Regions from separate parts of the Gossypium arboreum genome. Here region 2 is linked to region 1. A link is a contact called in public Hi-C data. All regions are on one chromosome and are shown on one strand. Each heading gives the region's core, a stretch centred on a gene start, on an enhancer-like site or on the middle of the called end of the contact. The rest is flanking DNA. Distances are from core to core; before and after follow the strand shown. Region 1 has its middle 6.2 kb from the start of LOC108489213. Region 2 overlaps LOC108489333 (type IV inositol polyphosphate 5-phosphatase 3).

Evidence for each region. Hi-C and Micro-C count contacts between places; a contact is called where the count stands out from the background.
Region 2: a contact with region 1 is called in a Hi-C map of leaf, with 2.8 times the contacts expected there. The contact joins two enhancer-like sites. A contact is called at or near these places in 2 of 5 Hi-C or Micro-C datasets (both in leaf).

Annotation. Positions count from the first base shown.
Region 1 is chr3:127,594,884-127,601,408 of ASM2569848v2, forward strand. No RefSeq gene overlaps it. Among protein-coding and RNA genes, the nearest start is that of LOC108489213, 6.2 kb to the left of the region's middle. Within about 2 kb of position 4,703, at least 1 of the 2 cell types and tissues checked has an H3K27ac peak or open chromatin away from gene starts, as enhancers often do. A contact at or near this core is called in leaf, where this site is marked.
Region 2 is chr3:127,700,740-127,707,509 of ASM2569848v2, forward strand. LOC108489333 (type IV inositol polyphosphate 5-phosphatase 3) reads right to left here. Exons shown (of 13, transcript XM_053025885.1): 10 at 6,719-6,770; 11 at 6,461-6,603; 12 at 6,119-6,355; 13 at 4,479-5,294. The coding sequence ends at 6,148. Among protein-coding and RNA genes, the nearest start is that of LOC108489333, 10 kb to the right of the region's middle. Within about 2 kb of position 1,347, at least 1 of the 2 cell types and tissues checked has an H3K27ac peak or open chromatin away from gene starts, as enhancers often do. A contact at or near this core is called in leaf, where this site is marked.

The sequences.
Region 1 (6,525 bases), core at 3,453-5,952:
GCTAGGCCATGCGGTTAATTAATTCAGTTCAAAATTAGGTGTAGGTTTCACATGGCCAAGACACAAGCTTATGTTCTAGGCCGTGTGGCACACACGGTTGAGACACACGCCCGTGTCTCTGCCCGTGTGCCCAATTCTAAGCATTCTGTTTCTCAAAATTAAGGTGCAGGGGACACCACATGCTCATGTTACTAGGCTGCGTGTCACATACGGTCTAGACACACGCCTGTGTGTTTGCCCGTATGGACGAAATGAAGTCATTTCTAGCTTCATTTCTCACTCAAAATTTCACCCAAGACCTGCACTTGAAACACACAACCAATACCAACCATTCCAAGCATTCAAAATAGGCAATTTCATCATTTAACATAGCATACCATCACATGCATATGTGTTTGTAAACTTACCTTAGATAAACTTAGGCAATACATAACATTGATCACATATTCTTAACATATCTCATGTGTAAATATATAACATGATAATCTACTTAGTAATACCAAAATAAACCATCACTAGCCATTTCAATGGCTAGGTTACAAAATAACATTTCAAGCCACTATTGGCCAAGTTGTTTTATACATGCCATTATACTAAAGTGATTTTACTAAGTATACCCAAAATGCTAGTTGATAGTGTGATGATGCTTCAATGATCTTCCAACCTTCACGAGCTTCCGAGCACTATAAAACAGGGGAAAATAAAATGGGGTAAGCATTACATGCTTAGTAAGTTCGTATAACGGAAACTAAACTTACCAATCTTGTTGATTAAAATCTAGGCATACAAAGTTATGTTTCCATCCATTTGGCTAAATTGCCTAATCACATACATTCAATCAAACATGTTAGTCACCAAAATATCCATATCAATCAAGTAACATAGATGAGCTCATCAAGTAATATTCTTTCAAGTCATTTTCATTTCATCTGAAGATTCTCATACCATGTCAAAAGTTCTATGTCCGTTGAATCACTGAGATTCCGATAAAAGCTCAAGTACTACACTCGAGGTGTACGATTCATTATTCCGTCAATTCTTATCAAGGTCACCCCTTAGGGCACTTAACCAAGAAACACTCTCTCGAGCCACATATTGTATAACAGGATTAGCAGTCCAGGCTAAATCATTTTTATAAAGTATGCTCACAAGAGCTCGATTAGGATTACCAGTCAAGGCTAAACCCTAATCATAACATATACTCGAGAGATATTATATTGGGATTACCGATCCAGGCTAAATATTTTCTATAACAAGGTCATTGGGATTACTCGTCCAAGCTAAATCTCATCCGCAACATATGTAGGACCCTATTTGTTTCGGGAAAACGCATACAATTGTCGGAATTCAATATTCAATCGGGATCTAACCCTTTATCATCATTTCAAACACGTATTAAGTTTCTTATTATAACATTCAATTAATGTACTTCAATATAAATCACGTTCCATACAACACAACATTCAATTAAACATATTTACATGCCGGATTAAGTTACACGAACTTACCTCGACACTTGTTCGCGTAAAAGTCTACTAATCCGAAATCTTTTCTTTTCCTCGATCTAACCTCGAATTAGTGCTGTCCGGATCTATATAAATGAATTTAACTATCAATTTCACACATTTCATATTTAAATGGACTCAATTTACGTCCTAGGAAAAATTACCATTTTGCCCCTAATTTTTCTATAAATTTCGATTTTATCCCTAGGCCCGAAAAATAAAACTTGTGCAAATTACTCTCTATTCCAAGCCTAACCAAAGCCCATTACAAAATTTCCAACACATGTATCCATAAAATTTCATAATTTTTCATCAAATTTTACAACTTTTCATTTAAGTCCCTAAATCATGTTTTCATCAAAAATCACTTTGTAAAAGTTGTTTATCTATCAATAATATTTCATTTTATACCATAAATTTCTAATTTCCAGCATAATACATCCATGACCCATTTGCATACTTTGATATCTTTTCAAATTAATCCCTCAAATAGAGAGATTAAGCTATCCCAATTTCAAAAATACCAAAATTACTAAAAACGATACAAGATAACTTACCCAATTAAGCCTTGAAAGTTTCTCCCCTCTCTCTTAGGGTTTCCATAAAATTTTAGGTTGAAGATGATGAAAATAAGATGATATATTTCTTTTCTTCTTTTAATTAGTTAAGTATTTTGGTATTTCCAATTTAGTCCTTACCTTTTTTCTATAATTCCATGGATGAGTCACTAAGAAAATCTACATAATTTTTTTAATTGTCTAATTACCATATAAGGACATTAATTTTTGAATTCCATAGCTATTTGATCCTTATAGCTACTAGAATTCCACTTTCGCATTTTATGCAATTTAGTCCTTCTCGTAATTAAGCACTAAATCGATAAAATTTTTGTATCAAAATTTTCACACGACATATATACCATATCACAGATCATATAATAAAATAAAAATAAATCATATTTTTGGGTCGGATTTGTGGTCCCGAAACCACTGTTCCAATTTCACTGAAAATAGGCTGTTATAGGAAGAGTTAGCACTAGACGAATAATTCTATCAAGAAAAATATAAATACTTGACTTATTTGTCTTAGCTAGCACTTGGCAACTGTAGAAGCTTTCTATAATTCCATGTTTTAATGAGCATCAAGTTTAAAATGCTCCAATTGAATCTTCATGTGTAGTTTTTATTGATCAACAAAATCAGGATAAAAATCATTCATAAGTTTGCAGTTATCTTCCACCCGAAAAGTTTTGTAATTATCACGTGGATCCAAATGGGAGCTAAGAACAAGTAACTCCACTACTTCATCATTAAAGCGAGAATTCATTTCTATTTGCAATAAATCGATACTGGCAATGAATATATCAAACTGATAGTGATGCTTAATTGTGAGGTTATCTCTTTGGATGTGAGACCGACCTCGACCAATTTTGTACGAAACACTTAAATTGGGGACTTCTATCGCATGATATTTACAAAAATAATTTCACTTTCTCAAATAAAAGATCTCATCCATGTTCTTTGAATTTCTCGATAAACGTTTTAGTTCATGACACTAGTTGCATCACATTTAGTATATCTTGCGATTTATATTGCAATACTTGATAGAGATCATTAGTGATTCCAAGCATCTCAATCATGAAATACAGGATGAAAACAAATTCAATGGATGTCATTACATCATATATTCCATTAGCTTTACTCCTTTGAGTAAGGTTGTCAAATTGATGATATCCTGTAATACAACACAGACAGAATTGAACATCTTCATGAAGCTATTAAGAGAAGCTAAATGAGATCCCCATCGGGTATTGGCTGGACGTTGAAAAGTACCAACTTGATTTTTTCCCTTTGCCAGTTTCAAGCTCACCACTATTAATAACTCTGCTTTATGAGATGCCTCAATGTCCCTTAACTGATCATGTTGTTTGCTTGAAGAAGCAACCAAATTGATTATACTAGTCAAGTATGAAAAAAATTGACAAATAGGAATAACCTCATTGGATGCAGCTACTAGAGTTAACTGGAAACGATGAGCGAGGAAATGAACATAGTATACAAATCAACACTTTTTAGCAAATAACGTTTGCAAGCCGTTTCATTCGCCATGCATATTACTTGCACAATCATATCCTTGATCATGAATATCATTCACATTAAGGCAATGACATAAAAGAACTTCATAGATTGCTTTCTTCAAAGCTAACGATGTAGTGTCCTTCACATGAACCAAATCAAAGACATACAAATCAAAATACAAGAAAACCACTAACCTAATATGTATGGGTATGGACCAAATCAATTAATTCTAGAATTTGACTTTAAAACTCATATTGGGCCTCTAAGTTTAGTATTTTAAGACCTACCATACATTAATATTTGATGATGATTATTATTAAAGTTATATAATTAAAAATTGAAAAAAACTTAGTTAATATAAAATACAATTTGGTCAAAGAGGCGAATGTTATATAATGTGGACACCAAATCTAAAATACATGATAATTTATATATAAAATTCAAAAATATAGAAATATATGTTCATGTAGTTGTTAGTAAGCATGTGAGCTTAAATTATTGGTTTTGTTAATTTGTTGCACATATATTATTAAACTGTAAAATTTTAGTAATTTATTGTATCTGAATGTTTAACTATTAGTTTTAGATCTTTGATTTGATGGAAAGATGTAACAGTGTTACCTAATTGAGCTACTTTTTTATTTTATTTTTCAATGTTTTAATAATTAGGTTAGTCAAATAAATTAGAGCACTAATATTCAATTTAACCGATTTAAGTGTTGGTCCAACAATAATTAAATTAATAGTTAAAATTAATAGAATTAAAAATAATTTTAAAATTAAACTTTTATAAAATCGATTCAACCATCGATTTTTTTCCAATTTCCATTTTATTGGTTTTGAGGGGGTTTGATCAGAGGCTAATTCACCCCCTATATCTGGATCAATAAATCGATGGTCCGGCCTGATTTAAATAACATTGCAGTTTTCATAAAGCATAAGGACCAAATTCTAATTTTTTAAAATAAAGAAACTAAAATCACAAATTTCATAAAGAAGAGCGCTGGAATTTATAATTAAACCAATAATAAATGAATTTTTAAGAAAACTCCCCAAAGATCCAAATAGCTCCCAGAACAGACAGCCAATCAGGGAGTAGCTATAGATAACAACACGGTTATAGGACGTGGCACAATGTCGTGGTAGGAATATATCTTGTTTGGATGTGAAATGCATCTCATCATGGATCATATGCATGCATCATGCTTGTGACTTTCTATGCTTTACGTCGTCGTTTCCCTCTCGTAATTCGTTTGAAAAGCTAAAATTATGTCGTTTAACTCTGATACTTGTTTATTACTTAATTTTTTTTCTTTGAAAACATCATTTTACATCATTTTTTCTTCAATCACAAAGTTGATGTGTATATATTTTTGCTTATTGTTTGAGTGAAATAGTAACTAATATTATTAAAATAAATATAATAACTAAATAAGTAAAAGAAAATAAAATATTTTTAAAGATAAAATGAAAATTAATTAAAAAGAAAAGGGATAGATATTAGATAAAATAATAAACATAAAAAATATTTAAGTCAAATATCTTTGGTAATAAGATCTTTAATTGATCCCAACACTTTTGTATGACATGTTTGTATATATTTTAAACCGGTTCAATTCCCTCTCTATTTTTTTACTCTTTTAGTCCTTTATTTTTAATTTTCGGTAAAATTATTAATCGAGTTTTAAATTAGATTCTTGACTTTTAAAAATAGAATTACATTTTAAACTTTTAAAATTTTAAATTTATTTTGTTCTTTTAAAATATTATTAAATAGGAATATGTGTTATCAATTGTATTTTAATTTTTAAAATTAAATAATTTTATCAAATTAAAATTAAAATTAAAAATCTAAATTAAACCTTTTAAAAAATAAAATGTATAATATAAACGAAACAAATTAAAGGTCAAAATGAAATAATGGAAGGTTTAGAATTAAAGAAATAGAACAATCTAGAATGACGAAAGGTGAATAAAAAAATAAAATAAGAAAATGTCGGTTAGCACTTAGAATAAAAAAAGGAAAATCAAAGGTTTTGGTCGGTAAGATGGAGCCAAGTCAGGTAGGCTAAGCCAATGGAAGGCTGCATTTTGGTATTGGTTTTTTAAATTAAGTGAAGCTTAGAGAGACTGAAAAGTTTCTTTGTTGCATTTCATCGTACACGTGTCTCAAACCCGTGGTGGTGGGACCTAATAATTACGAGCATGTCTTTGACAATATGATGAGTGGACGGCTCTTTGATTGCGACCTCCATCAATCCTCATTTAATAGAAAACTGAGATGGAATAGTACGAAAAATTGATGTTTTTAGAAAAATAAAAGTAAAATTTTGGTTCTAATTTTATATGCCGAAAAATGACCTTTTCTTTTTCAAAGTTAACTCAAAAATAAAAATTATTTACGAAAATAACCTAAGTATAAAATTTTATACAAAAATGACATGTTTTCTGTAGTACACTTGAGTGCCGATCATCTAACCATCGGCACCAACCCCCATCATCCTTCAATCATTGCCCCATGATAGTCCAATCCTTTAAAATTTAAAATTTTTGGTGCCGACATTATGATCACTGACATTAGTATGTATTTTTCTCAATACTTATAAAAAATACAAGTATTTCAAGATCTAAAAAAAAGGAAAAAATATTTTTTAGTAGGTGTTGACGTTCACTTTGTTGGCATCGATTCAAATTTTTTTAAAAAATTTGGTGTTAGCGTTTTTGTTGTTGGCACTAGTGCTAGAAAATTGTAAAAAAAAAAAAGTTTTTTTTTGTGTCTGCTTTCTTGTTGCTGGCACCACCAGGCTATATATATCATCCCTAGTGGAACATCAGTATTGAGAAAATAGAAAGGAAAAAAAATGGGCTTTTTTTTCCCCAAAATTTTGTCAAGATGAAGAAAATTGAGAGAACAAGGAAAAATATTTAATTGTTGAGAAAAT
Region 2 (6,770 bases), core at 97-2,596, 100 kb after region 1:
TTCATTCATTTTTCTTTTCATGCAAAAATCATTTGAGGAAAACCATACAAAAATATAATAAATTAATTATAGAATTTTATTTATCTAATCAGTTTGAAAATTATAAGTAGAATGACGTAACCCTTACACTAAGGGCACAAAATCCTAATAAAAGAACCTGTTCATAAATAGGTTTGCAAGCTCATTTAAAAATGAATGGAGCCCCTCTTGGAGAGGAAAAATACCAATCTCTTGCATGGTCTCTTAAGGTCATCAAAAAGGCAAGACACTTCAATGCATTGAAGGTGCCTAGCATATTCATGTGGTTGTTGTAGTGTGCCAAATGCTCTTAGGGGTCATCTTAGGCAACATCAAAGTTGGAGACATGAACTCTCTTGCCACATTTAGAGCCAAAGTCTTATTGGAATAGTCTCATTCAAATCCAACGGACTTGGTATTGCAAAAAGCAATTCATTTTCTTTTCTGAGGGCTTGTATTTGATCTTAAGAAAAGTGAGCTAGTTATTAATTATCTTGCATTTGCAACTGATATGGTGGGTTCAACATTGGAGTTCTATCAGACCTTAGTTTCCTCCACTTGTTAAGAAAAGATTGGGAGATTTCTTCTTTTTACCTCTGGTAGGATTTTACTTTTAAAGATTTTTGTTTTCCCTGAGCTCTTTAATGATCTTCTCGTTTCGCAAGTTTACTTCCTGCTGTTGTTGGTTGTTGTTGGTACAAAGTTGCTACATAGATATATGCTTTTCAAGAATTATCATTTTCTCTTGCACTTTCATAAACTGTTATGAGCTAAAGTTAAGGTTTTGCAAAGTCTATTCACCATGAGAGGTATAAGGTTGGCTTTGTTAATTTAGTAATTAACATAATATCTAGGTGGGGGTATTGTGTATAGCTTACATAATGTGGATAATATAATCATACAGGTTATACGGATCGTAATGACGACTTGATTGTGTCTTCTATTGGGAGAATTGTTGTCATGCACTAGAGAACTGTTAATCTTAAGTTGTTTGGGGTTCCGATTGAGCGTGGGGGGCTTGTTCTTGTTCATCTATATTTGCAAGGATTGTTCATTATGAAAATGTGAGTGAAAAAAGGATAGTGGACAGATTTGAAAAGATAGTTAACCCTAAGGGGGTGAAGAGCCATGAAGAGAAGAGAAGGTGGTTGAGATATTGTTGAATTGGAGAGAAAGCTGTTAAAGAATAAGGAAGAAGAAGAAGAAGACTCCCTACTATGGAGCCAAGAGATGTATATATAATGTTTACTCTTCTATGCCACATGTCCTCCTCTAATAGACATGCTTGTCATTCAATCATTCCTTGTTAGGTCGCCACTGTCTCATTTGTGTGGTTGTGTTATTAGGGTGGTTAAGTGGCATATCCTTGGTCCCAGACGAAGCATGCATGATGCAAGATAAATTACTGGCAAAGCATGGTAGCAACAATATATTTAATTGAGTATGTTTAACATACCTAAACATGACATTTTGCTCATTGAAAATTTTAATAAAAAAATCCTTAAATCTAATTTTCAAAAAGCAAAATCATAGTAATTAATCAAATATATATCTAAACTAATATTATATTTGTAATTGTAAATATATTATATTGTGATAGTAAAACTCTAAAAGAAATATAATCAGATATAAATACTATAATTTCGTTATACATACTACCCAACCGCTTATCACCATTAGAGATCTTCACTTATTTGTCATTAGCCTATCATGTAATTTACATGTGAACTGTTACATTGAATTTTTAAGCTCTTTATATTTATATTGATAGCATAAGCCCTGTGGAACGATACATATATGAAATTTTCCTTCTTCCAATTATTTATTTTTAACTAATTTTATTTTAATTCCAAAATCAATCAAAACCCTTACCCTAGATAAAATTAAAGCATTCTCAACTAAAACATTTGTAATTTGATGTGATCGTATTCAAAACAATAATGATTGAAGTAAATAGTCAAACCCATCTCGACAAGATTGTGGGCTGTTACTGAGCACATTTCCAATTGTTGCAAAGTATCTGAAGTACAAGATAGGCAGGGCGGCGCTTTGCCCCTCCAAAAATATAAAATAATGTTTAATACATATAAAAGCTATTATATTTATAAAAATTTCATTTTAACCAAGTTTATAATTTTCCTCATTTTTCTGCAGCTTCTTAATCACACAGCATCTCCTTCGATTACAACACGGTAAGGATTCCTTTTAATTATTCAAATAAGAAAGAAAATCTATCCATGATTCTATATGACATAATATATTAAAATTACTTTTCTCTTTATATTTCTTAAGGTAATCTATAAAAATAGTTATTTTTATTTGTCTCAAGTTACATTTTAGTTATTTATGTTTAAAATATTACGTTTTAGTCACTTATGTTATTATTTTATTACGAAGTGATCACTGTACCGTTAAGTTCCGTTATTTCTCTAACGGTAATCGTAAGTGGCAGTACAACTAGATTTTAGGTGCTAACTTAGATTTCTAAATGGGATGAAAATAAATTTTAATTAAAAATTTAATTAATTAAAATTTTCAAACCTAAATCTTCTATCTCTTATTTTTTTAATGAGTTTTTTTCATTTGACTAGAAAAACTATTATTAATATCAAAATAATTGAAATCAACAATAAGAAAGAATAATCTAGAATACCCACAAAGAAATTATGAACATACAAGTTGATTCAAATCAGAAAATATTTGATTGAAAAACCAATTATTCAAGAACTATGAAAGAACTAGAAAATATAATAATTAGGAACAAGAACAGTAAAAGTAACAGCCTTTTTCTGAAAATTTTAAAATTAGCTTGAATGAAACATGTTTCTGGTTGCATTTTATGGGATGTCTATTGATGCAAAATAAAATACATGTTTACAAACAATTTCAAAAAGTAGAAGAAAATATCACGAATTTTAATTTAGAGTTTTCATTAAACAATAAAAAATCTAATCTTTTGTTTTTCAGTATTGAATAAAAAAGATAGAGGAATGCAAAAAAGACATACCTGAACCTTCCATTGAATCCATCTTTATGAAGCAGTCAATTTGATTTCAACTATTTTGATCTTAATAATAGTTTTTCCAGTCAAATAAGAAAAACAAATCATTGAAAAAAGGAATAGATGGAAGAAAAATTAAAAAGAGGATATAAACAATTTTTTTAGTTATGGTTTAGGTTTAAAAATTTTAATTAATTAAATTTTTTGATTAAAAATCTATTTTTATCCCATTTAAAAATTCAAGTTGGCACTTAAAATCTAGTTAGACTGCCACTTACGATTACCGTTAGAAAGATAACAGAACTTAACGGTAGAGTGATCATTTCGTAACAAAATAATAAGATAAGTGATTAAAACGTAACATTTTAAACATAAATAACTAAAATATAACCTGAGACAAACAAAAGTGACTATTTTTGTAGATTACCTTATTTCTTACTCAACCGGCTTTTGTGATAATAGTATAAGTATAGCAGTGCAAATGTAATTAATTATGTGGCTGACGATACATTAGCAGATATTTGTAACGGGTGGAATGTATAACTGAACCATAATAAAGATGCCAAACTGTAATTCTGTTTTTTAGTATACGTACCAGACCAGAGTTAGCATTAGCCTAAAGTTTAGAGGATAAATGTGACATTAACCTAAAAAAACAAAGAGGTTTTCACCCTAAGATTCGGGTTATATTTGCCAAACCCTCCTCATCTTTTAATTTGTTTAAATTTATACCATTACATAGCTCTATGTCAGGGTGGCTCTTATCATATCGATAATGGTTGTATCAAACGGTGTATATTATTTTAGTGTACCAATTAATTTTAATTTCATTCTGATCAAGATTTTCGATGTATTTTGGCCTTCTATATATTTATACTTATTTCAATCAATACTAACTTAAACTGGTGCGTGACAAGATTAGTACACAATTTTTATATTTTGAACCTATTTTTATTTTTTTATCTTAAATCATTTTAAAACTACATTAAAACTTGAAATTATTAAGTTAATTATTAAACTACGTTATCTAACTTAATTAATAATTTTAAAACTTATATTTGTATATAAATATGTATAATATAAGTTATACAAATGTAATTAAATTATTTTTGCACATATATATAATATAATTTATTAAGAAACTAAAATTAAACAATAAATATATATATATATATATGTGAAAATAAAAATATCAATAAACTCAAAATGATACATTAAAATAAGACACTGATACATTAAAAACAACCTCGGTTTACATATAAACTTGAAGTGAAATCGGTAATTTAGGCCTGGTTAGGTGTAAGATTCAAGGATTGGCATTCATTTGGAATTTTCCTCAAGACAGGCAAACAATTAAACCATGATGAGTAAATCCCAATCTCAAAGAACAAACAGCGAAGTAAAAATAATTCTACAGAAAATCCAGATAGATCAGCACGACATTTGATGATCTTTCAAATTTAATATAAATGAATCCTTTCATACTTCCATTTCACAACCAAAAGAAGTACAGGAAAAAGATAAAAATGGTTTATCTTTAAAAGCTTAGGAAAATGTTAGTCATGGCATGTTATACAGAAGATAGCTGAATAAAGAAACATCTAATGGCTAATGTAATGACCTGCCTAAGGTCACCATGTATCTGGTTGAGAGATGCATTCAGGCCATTGGTTGCATACATTTATGAAAAACATATTTTCTTTAACGTCACTCGCAGATATTTGCTATATTAAAGCTATAGAAAGACTGTCAAAAATACGAAGTTATAAATAATGGCAAAAGTACATTTATGTTAAAGTGAATATGTAAGTGGCTCTTTCTTTTTACCATGCAAGAAGTCAAGATTCATGTGACCACTGGTCGCTTTTCACACACCAAAAGCAGAGAGATAGAGGATATGTTTTTTTTTTTTTTTGACAAAAAGATAGCAGCAAAACACATGCATTGACTATATCTCTTTTTAAAACACCGAGATTTTATGAGATAGAAAAATCTGTTGGCAGAAGGGGAAATTTATAAAACTTTATTCCGATGCTGAATGCCTACATGCAAACTAAGCTCTGATTTTTATTTGGCATTGTTCTTGAATCTATTTGTGGAACCCCTAGAATTGATGCATTTATACAATGATTGCAATATACAATACGATAACATAGAAAAAAAAATGAATGAATCTAAAGTGTAGGAAATATCAAGAGTTATAGGAGCTCTCACCCCTAGCCTCAAAGGCTCAGGCATAGATTAGCATCCCTTCATATCTCTCGGCTAACCTATCCTGCATCAGAAAGCAAGCCTTTTGTTTAGGGAAATAAACAAAGCATATGTTTACGCAAGTATTGGACCCACTGCTGAAAAGACCCTGGACCCAAGACTTCTCATGTTTCGGTACATTCAATACGACATAACATGTAAAATGGACATGTCATCAGAATCCCTTTCATAAGTTTGGTTTCAACTTTCAAGTTCTTAGTTTGTGGTATTAGGGGATGTGATAAAAATCAGGAAAAATGATTTGGTCTTAATAACCTTTCTAGCATGTGATCACCTAATTCCATGTTCCAATTTTCTATCTATTTCATCCAATCAGAATAGAATTCCATGTCATGACAAATGGTGATAGACGTTAGATAAAACATAGATCTCCTACTAGGGTATTTGATTTAGCATCAATTTCATCTACTTCAAAAAAAAATCCACTTACCTTCATGTAATCCTCGATGCGTGCCACAACACAAGATAGTTTGCAACCACCAAGTGTCTCACGTTAATTTCAGAAAAATCACCTTAAAACTTCATGGGGTTCAAATTCTCAATGGAAATATTAACCACCATTCAACCTATATATACTAATCCATGCTTCTACAAACAGATTCTCATTACTGCAACATAGACTTCTTCTCTTAAAGGCGTTTAATCTTGTTTCCTTACCTTATTCCTAGGTTCTAGTCAACTTCAACCATTCCTCCTCTCACCCTACATCTAGTAACTATGTGCAGCCAGCATTACTTTGTTTCCCTATTATGCACCATGACATTTACAACTTGTGGTAGAAAGGATATACTTGTATTCCTGGACGAGAAAACATAGCAAACCACTCACCTGATCCAACTAATGGACTCATTCCAACATCAGTAGTCAAAATCCTCTGCTTCAACTTCCTCATTTTCAATTTCAGCATTGGTATAGGTGAGTGCGCGCTGTAGTTTCTTCGGACAAAATACCTCAACCTCAGCCATATATATAGCAGTAACAGGGCGGTGATCAGAAAGTTTTTGCTCAGTCCTCCTATAACTTAGTTGCCTCATTCCTTTACCACGTGAAAGGATGCGGTCACACCTGAAAGATGAGGTGCATTAAGAAAAAAAGAACAAAAGAAATTCATCAGACAAAAAGAAACAACAAAGGATGGATCATAGATCTTATAATTGTCTTTAAGCATACCATGCAGGAATTCGTCTCCCAATCTTGGGATCTTCTCCGTAGTACTTCTTTGAATTTAACTCATATTTGTATGTTGGAGCAAAATTTAAAGCACCCTCAGACCATCCATCAAATGCACGACCTTTTCGCAGTTCTCGTACAAGCTGTCAGGATAATATATTTAATAGCTACACTAGCATCCTATCAACCTCCTTCAAAAGTTCATACTAAATAAGAAAACTGCAATGACCTAGACTTTGCGTAGGACAAGTAAACTACCTGGTCTCTCTCAATCAATTTGGACCACTCCCTCTTGGAGATGAAATCTCGT